2 separate regions of the Sus scrofa genome follow, and region 2 is linked to region 1. Evidence: chromatin contacts called from public Hi-C data. All regions are on one chromosome and are shown on one strand. Each heading gives the region's core, a stretch centred on a gene start, on an enhancer-like site or on the middle of the called end of the contact. The rest is flanking DNA. Distances are from core to core; before and after follow the strand shown. Region 1 has its middle 450 kb from the start of ATP23. Region 2 has its middle 320 kb from the start of LRIG3.

What was found. Hi-C and Micro-C count contacts between places; a contact is called where the count stands out from the background.
Region 2: a contact with region 1 is called in a Hi-C map of embryonic fibroblasts, with 1.5 times the contacts expected there. The contact joins two enhancer-like sites. A contact is called at or near these places in 5 of 47 Hi-C or Micro-C datasets (embryonic fibroblasts, epiblast stem cells and fibroblasts).

The regions. Positions count from the first base shown.
Region 1 is chr5:23,621,758-23,626,531 of Sscrofa11.1, reverse strand. No RefSeq gene overlaps it. Among named protein-coding and RNA genes, the nearest start is that of ATP23, 450 kb to the right of the region's middle. Within about 2 kb of position 1,416, at least 8 of the 83 cell types and tissues checked have an H3K27ac peak or open chromatin away from gene starts, as enhancers often do. A contact at or near this core is called in embryonic fibroblasts, where this site is marked.
Region 2 is chr5:23,791,777-23,795,873 of Sscrofa11.1, reverse strand. No RefSeq gene overlaps it. Among named protein-coding and RNA genes, the nearest start is that of LRIG3, 320 kb to the left of the region's middle. Within about 2 kb of position 2,658, at least 8 of the 83 cell types and tissues checked have an H3K27ac peak or open chromatin away from gene starts, as enhancers often do. A contact at or near this core is called in embryonic fibroblasts, where this site is marked.

The DNA of each region.
Region 1 (4,774 bases), core at 167-2,666:
GCCTGCTTATAGGATACTTAGCAGTTATTTCAGATTGAGGTGGACTTTCCACCTAGGCTATGCCATTTAGATCTTATGTTTGGATAGCTAAAGTAAATTTTGGCCAGCATTAGCAGCTAAATCTCCTCTGGGCCTCCCCACCCTCAGAGCCCACCGCACTCCTGTGAATAGGATATTCCCATGTCTTATTTACACCTCCTTCCTTCCCCACCTCAAGTCACCTCCCTTCCACTTAGTCTGCCATACTCTTTCACAGTTATCAGGCAATTCCTGGCTCTTTCTGTGAAAATAAGTGCTCTTAAAATGATAAGGATTTCAGAGAACTGAGCGGTAGTCAAGAAGGTGGACATTTTCTCATCCTAAGTTTAACCATCAATGGCATTTCACTACTTCCTTCAAAGTAGTTTTCTAGAACATCAAACACATACATATTCATCAGCTGCTATCTATATTAGATTATCCATGCTTCTGCCTTCTTCCATTAGTGCAGTTAATCAAGAGCATTAGAAAATAGAGCTACCTTATGAAGTCTGAATTTTGTAGCAAAGTATGTGCAGAACCAGCAGATGCTCTTGCTGTATTTGTTGACCTCTCATGAAGGTGCAAAGGAAACTGAAAGCTTCAAGTATTTCAAAGGATTTGAAACAGTTTAGGTGGATTTTTATTTGCTCAGATGCCTTCTCTAAAGGGAATTGCATTTTGAACTGTTATATTACATATACATTTTTATTGCTATTTCTGTTCAGTCATCCAAATACCAAGCTAGAGCATTGGACCAGTGGACACAAGGATGAATTCCAAGAAGATTAGGGAACCAGGGAAGTGCAGAATGGATTTAATGACTCATGGGTGAAGCATTAGTCATTGGTCATAAACCAATATGGAACCAGAGACACTGGGAATGATTCAGGCTACAGAGCAACAGGCTCTGTGAATTCTACTTAACAGTTCAAACAGCTGACTCAACACTTCCACAGGGTTTACAAAGCAAAAAGTCCAGTTGGTTTACTCTATTTCATCTTCCACTTAACCTTTTACCATCGAGGTCTCTTTTAGCATACTTGAGCAACATGAAAAAGTGATTTCTGGGAAAATATGATTCCTAAGAGAGAGAATAATGACCTAAGATACTCAAACACACACATAAGTAAAAGGATGCAATGGTTAAGTTAGGAATATTTGTTTAAAATGCATTGACAGGAGTTCCCTGGTGGTCTAGTGTTTAGGACTCAGCACTTTCACTGCTGCGGTCTGGGTTCAATCCCTGGTCTGGGAATTGAGATCCCACATCAAGCCACTGCACACCATGGCCAAAATAAATAAATCAAAATAAAATGAATGCACTGAAATATAGAGTGTCTAGTGGTTTCATGGATGACTGGGAACTAGGAATTCTAGCTCTGATTAATTCTGCCCACAATTCAGGTTGTAACATAGTCTAGGCGGATCCCTTGCATACTCTGATTCGTCACTATGGACATATGGGATGTGCAGCAACTCAAAATCCTTTTCAGGCCCTCCCACTTTTTGAAGGTTTCTATGACTCTCCCCCTTGCTGTAAAGTAAATTACCTCTTAGCACCATCTCTATCCCACAGGCATTTCCTCACTTGCACTCTCCTATTTGGTTTACCAGCTGGTTCTATCCCCCTGCTCACTAAGGAATTCCTCACATGCCATCAAGAGGGGCTCATCATTGTTTAGGGCTAACAAACAAGTATTGGCAGGGATCCAATTGAGCAAGGCATCTCAAGATGAGAAAAAGTGTGACAACTCTAGATTAATTGATCATCACTGTGGGTCCCAGTGTCTTGGGAATTCTGATCCCTTATGTCTGTATTTAATTAAACAACCAACAAGATGTGATATACAAAGATCATGGATTTTGAAGTCAGAAAGGCTTGAATTCAAATCCAAACTGCCTTAAATCCACTTTAATTCCTCATCCAACAAGTATACATTATGCATCTGCTATGTTGAAGACATGGTTCTAGATGCTATGAGTATAGCAATAAACAAAAGAGATAACATTGTGAACCCAGAAGAAACTTTAGGGATTTTCTAAGTTTGACTGGAACACACTCAGGCTCCTTCACTTACGTACCATTCCTAACTGCCTGCATCACAACAGAACTGAATGGCTAAAACATACTTTATGGACCAAATATTTTTAAATATTTACTTTACAAAAAATTATTTCTTTGCAGAAAAACGTTTTCTGACTTTTTTCTAAAGGCTATTACTTTTCTTATTGAGTTCTAGTCATATACCAAAGCATTCTTCTAGGCTTTGGAAATACAGTGTTAAATAAGGCACATACCCTGTCTTCAGGGAGCTTGAAGTTTAGTAGAGACAGGACAAATAAATATGCCATCAGAGTCCAATAAGGTAAGTAGATCTTCCCCTGTTTTGTTCACTGATGTATCCCAAGCACCTAGAAGAATGTCTGGAATATTCAAGATGCTTGAGAAGTATTTTTTAATGAATTTCTCAAAGGAAAGGATGTCTCAATAAAAAAAATTTAAGGACTTTCTAGGCAACTAGGAAAAGGGAAGGAGAAAAAAAATGTATGTGCAAAGGCCAAGAGGCTAATGAACAGGTGGAATATTTTCAATACAGTAGTTCGATAGATCTCTTCAGAATGAGAGGTATGAATTGTAAAGGAAGAAGCTGGAGCAATTAGCAAAGGACAGACCTTGCAGCATTTATTAAGACTGGCTAATGAGCTGGAACTTGAACTGGGAGCCACTAAAGAATTTAAAGGTTGAGTGAGATGTGTTTAGATACTTTAGAAAGACAGTCATGGCCACAGCATGGAGAGTCCAGGGCAGACAGGACTGCAGGCCCAGGGGCTAGTTAGCAGCAGTGGTGGTTACTCTGCAAAGTATCAGGAGAAAACCCTGCAAAGGACTGGACAGACAACTGGGGACTATGAGACTATGAGGAAATGCAGTGTTAGCAGAACCTGAGGTATTTTGAAATTATTATTAGAGTTCTTGCGGCTTTGAAATAGATACCTCAGAAAATCCAGAGACTCCTGGTCAGCAAGGGGAAAGGAATGTTCATCTTCACTGAAAACCATCTTCACTTAAAGCTGATTCTTAATTCAGTCAGGGAAAATCTCCTCTCATTCATCTGAAACTCAAACCCAATGTGTGGTTTCTGTTTCCAGATTTTTCTCTTTCCCTGTGTGGTGAGCAGAAGGTGTACATCAAAGAAGTCACCAGGGAGACCAGTGGACCTGCTGGCAGGAAGTAGGACCAGGTGGCAGTTATTGTCTTGCTCAACTCATCCCTGTCCAAGGTGTTGGCGTGAAACCAAACTCAAGTCCTAGAGATCATTGGACTCAAGGAGGCTGACTCAGCCTACTAAGTTCACAAAAGACTGAAGTATAAACCAGAAAACCAACTACTTATTTTACAATGATAAATATAAGCAGCAGAAAGGTTAGTAGCACCTTCAGTCTGGTCTGTACTTTTTCTCTACAAGAAAACCCTATGGAGAGCTAAATTATAATATTTCATGAGAAATATAGAGTCTTTACAAAATAAATCAGCTCAATGCTTTGCCTATGTAGTGACTTTGGGTTGACAGCCTGAGATAGATACCCCACCATGTAGCTAGTATTGCCAATAGGAAAGAAATATTCAAAGACCCTAACTAAGGCTCCCTCTCCTCTGGGTAGTTCTAGGAGGACACTTGCCAGCACAGACCTCTCTGACTTTCCATTTTCTGTTCTTCCCCTGTTGGCAGCCTGCTGTTCTGAATGGTAAATTCTCTCTTTAGATATTTAATAGAGTTAATCAGGTTACAGTCCAGTCTTGGCTGACTTCATTTCAAGTCATTCTCAAAAGTGACTTTCATGTCTTTGTCCTGGCCTGCTAGATGCAGGAGGGGCTTTTATTCCCTGGTTTCCAAATTCTTGGGCATACTGTTCTCTTGCTCCCCCATGCAGATATAGCTTCTGATGTTCAAATGCTTGCCCCTTGTTCTCACAGGTATCTAGAAGCTGGAATCAGGACTCGATTAAGATAGGACCTCATGCATTATGTACTTTCCTTGCTTTTTACTAAAATAAAAATTCTTTTTACTGCATTTGAAACCTCGTTTGCTTAAGATACCATTAAAGCATTTATATTCTTTACTGATTAAATTGTAAGACCTTGGATGGAAGAACAGAAATAATACCGCAACCTACATGGTACTTGCTATTTACAGGCACTGTACTTTATATATGTTATTTCATTGGAGCCTCTAAATACTCTGTGATGAAAGTATTACCTCCCCTTTGTGTATGAAGGAAAGTGAGGCTCAAAGCAAAGAGGTTTCCCAAGGACACTAAGTGACACAGCTGGGATTCAAAACTAGGCCCACCAAACCTCAAAGCATGTAAGTCACCTCCCATGTTCACAAATATTTAGAAGAATTAAACTGACTGCATCCAAAGAGGAGCCTAGTTTTTCTATATAAATTGAACTTCTCAACTCCAGAAACTGAAATAAACATATTGTTTTGTTTTGGGTCTTTTTTTGTCTTTTTGCCTTTTCTAGGGCCGCTCCCACGGCATATGGAGGTTCCCAGGCTAGGGGTCTAACCAGAGCTACAGTCGCCGGCCTACACCACAGCCACAGCAACTCAGGATCCGAGCAGTGTCTGCAATGCACACCACAGCTCACGGCAACGCCAGATCCTTGACCCACTGAGCAAGGCCAGGGATCTAACCCACAACCTCATGGTTCCTAGTCGGATTCGTTAACCACTGAGCCATGACAGGA
Region 2 (4,097 bases), core at 1,409-3,908, 170 kb before region 1:
GAGGAAGCTGTATAATGATGCTAAAGATTCGGTATGGGAAGAGAGACGAAGGAGACCAGAAACATCCCCAGAGTACTAGGAGGATGGACTGGATGGTCAAACCAATTGGAAAGTCCACTATATTATTACATTTTTGAGGACAATGGCCTTGGCTTATTTATTTTTTTAATCTCCTATAAAATATATTAGAATATTCTACACTGTCACCATCTTGAAATTATTAATAATTTTAATTTTTAATAATTTTGGACAGGGAGCCCTACCTTTTTCTTTGCATTGCAATAAAAGGTAGCTGGTCCAGGCCAGTAGAGCCTTAGTAGATATGTGTTGAATGAGTAAATAAAACATAACAGGTGGACTTAACTATATAATAGTAAGTACCAATGAATCAGGTCAAGGCTTCTTAGAATCATCTAGAGATGATGCCCCATCCCAGGCCATTTAAATCTGGAATCTCTGTTACAAATATTTTTCAAAAGTTTCTCAGGTGATCCTGATATACGGAGAGACGTGAGATCCACTAAACTGAGTAGTCTGCCAAGAACCTTTCCAAGACCAAGATTCTGTAGCTTCCAAAACATTATCAGACTCTGAACAATGCGTCAGTACCACATGTCTAAGACTCCTTTAACTGGCCAGGACCAGCTACCTTTTATTGCAGGGCTCAATGCAAATAAAAAGGTAGGGCATCTTGTCCAAAATTATCAAAAGTTAAAATTATTAATAATTTCAAGATGGTAACTGTAGAGCATTAAACCAAGGGTGAGGTTTTTATAAGCACAAGGCCATGTGACTGCACTGGTCACATAGTGAAGCCAGCCCTGTTGATGGCACCTGGCCCCCCACCTTGCAATCTTAATTTGCATCCTAATGCAACTCTTTGTTCTTGTATTTTCAGAGAAGTGAGATGACCTCATTTGCTCCTTTCTGCTTCATACAATTTTAAAAGGTAAAAAAGGTATTGGAAAGGAGTTCCCATTGTGGCTCAGCAGGTTAGGAGCCTGACGAGTATCCGCAAGGATGCGGGTTTGATCCCTGACCTAACTCAGTGGATTAAAGGATCTGGTGTTGCTGTGAGCTGCAGTGTAGGTTGCAGATGTGGCTAAGATCCCACATTGCTGTGGCTGTGTAGACCGATAGCTGCAGCTCCAATTAGACCCCTAGCCTGGGAACTTCCATATGCCACAGGCACAGCCCTAAATTTATAAATAGATAGATAGATAGATAGATAGATAGATAGGTAGATAGATAGATAGATAGACAGACAGACAGACACTGGAAATAGTCTGACTTAACCTTACATCTCAAGAAAGAATTCCCTTCAAGTTGCCTCTCATGTAATAAAAATCAGATGAATCATCTAGTAATGTAGAAAAAGTGACCTACCTTCCCATTATCCTATTTTGCTCATCTGTAAATGAAGACAGTGATGCTCCCTGTATCTTGCTGCTATGAGGATTAATTCAGATGTACATTAAAAAGGGGCTATTTTTCCGTGGCCCAGGATGATTGCTCTGAACTTATTCTGGGCCACATTCAGCTTTATTGGTTTCAAAAAAAAAAAAAAAAAAAAAAGCCAAAGTCATAGTTCATTAGCAAAGAAATTTATATTTTGCAGAAGATTAAGTAGGGAGATGGCAGAAAAGATTTTGTACTGGAGACCCCACAACATAAATGTCATCAAATTCCTCATTAAACAACCCTGCTCTTCTTTCAAAGAGATTTTTCACTGGCATCTTCTCCACTTCCCATTTTTTCTTTCCTAAAACAATCACCCCAAAAATCTCCCCCACCTTTCTTCCATTATTTTGAAATATCGAGCTCTCGCCTCAGTTCATGAATAGAATTGGGGGGGGGGAGCTTATTAAACAGCTATCAACAACCATCTACTGCTCTTCTAGTGTGTAAGCATTTCAATACCATTCCTAACCAGTTAGGCTTCTCACTGTATCCCCTCCCTCAAAAAGATGGCAAGGATTTGACACAGTCTGCTACCAAGAAAATAAGCTTTCTTCTATATAGTTATATAGGTAAAGGGACTAGTTCACAATAAATGTTAATTCCTTCCTTCCGCCCAGCCTTCCTCACCATCTCTGCCTGAACATCTCTAATACTAAGAGGAATTCATTCCCTCACAAAGTAATTAATTCCATTCTGTTTTTCATCGGCTTTATTTTTTGGAAAATTTTTCCTTATACGGACCCCAAATCTGCTTCCCTGTAACTTTTATCTGAAGTTTATCATTCCCCTTGGGACGAAGTAGAGCAGCGTCATTCTTTTTTAAGATGATGGCTTTCTCCCCAGTTCATTTACTGGTCTTCCTGTGACAAACTTCTCAAATTCTGAACAGTTTCCAACTCCCCCTTTAAAAAATTCATCCCCAACTAAATACAATCTCTAAATGTGGTCTTTGATGTAATGTAGATTGCCAAAGGACCATCTCTTCCCTTGATCGGGGCACACACTGATTAATTATTCAATCAAAGCCATCTCTCCATTTCCTCAGCTCCTTGGGCAGCCCTCTCAGGAGACCCTTTGAAATAGTCCAGGGGTGGAAGAGAGTGCTAATGCCAACCAAGCCTTGTGGTTTAGTCACCAACCACATTGAAGCAGGCCACAAACAGTTTCGGCAGTCAAAGACTGAATTGTTGTGACTCAGAGCAAAGGCATCAGTAGCATTTATTGAAGTACAAAAGCCCCAAGTGACAGACTCCCTCCTCTACAGGCTGTGGCTGAACCCAGAAAATAAACATTGCGCTCAATACCAGCTTGCCTGCCCCTGTCCCCTCTGCGATCCAACCAAGTGAATATTTGCTCTCTGTGGGGCACTGTGCTAAGTTGATCCCATTCTCAGCAACTTAGAGTCTAATGATGTACACAAGTAACTGAACAAATAAGTAGGCAATTACGAATTGGAATGAAGGCTACAAAGGAAAATAATAGAGTGTAACTAGAACCAGGATAAAAGGAGGGATCTCCTTTAAGTATGGATGATCAGAAAAAGTGTCTCTGAGGGGATATTTAAGTTGATACCTGGCAGAAGGGAAAGAACCAGCAGTAAAGAGTAGCTGGGGAGAGGATAAGAGCAGCAAAGGGCAGAGTGGTTTAAAAAAGTCTTCAAGAAGGAAATTTTGGTGTGCTTGAAGGAGTTGAATGGATGTCAGTGTGAATGGAGTTTGGTGAATGAGAGGGAGAAGGGTGGAAGGCAGGATGAGGATGGAAAGAGGGGCTGAGCCCAGTTCATGCAAGCGCTAGAAAGCCATGGCAAGAAGCTGGTATTACCAAGTTAGTGTTATGAAAAGGATTTGAAGAACTTTAAGCATAAGAGTCAAATGGTCTGCTTTAGGTTTTTAAAAAGATAACCATAGCTGCTTTTGAAGGAGAAACTGGAGGGATGCAAGATAGGAAACTGGAGACTAATTTGGAGGCTTTTGCAGTTGATTGATGTGTCTTGAATATCAATGGTAACAGTGAAATAGAAAAGATGAGGGAATTTGAAAAGCACCCTATGTGCCAGAATCTCAACTAAACTTTAACTTGTCTGATCAAGGTATCTATATGCACCTAGATATACCTATGAGTTCTTAAAATGTGGTCCCCACATTGAGGTTAATGCTCCAGGAGCATTAGCATTACCTGGGAACTTGTCATAAAATCAGATTTCAAGCTCTCCTCCAGACTTACTGAATCAGAAACTCTGGAGGAATCTAGTTCTAACAAACCCTCCAGGGTATTCTGAGGTACACTGAAGTTTGAGAGCTACCTACCGACCTACAGGAATTCATTAACCTTGGGCTCTCTGAATAAAGCAAAACATGTGTAGGGAATTACTGAGACAATATTATGGGATTAAAATGCATTTGCTATACAGTTAAAAAAAAACCCTAGATTAATATGATGGGCTGTGAACATTATAGTAGGATTAAATCAAATTCTAGCTCCTATATACTAGGAATTTATGTGAAAAACTTGACTATTAAGAAGAAAAGAATCCTCTTTAGGTCCTACTGGGACATTTTTTTTTACCCTTACATTGTCCCAACTATGCTGCTATTCTTATGCTTTCTGCAATATTCTTTACTAGAATGGCTGCATCC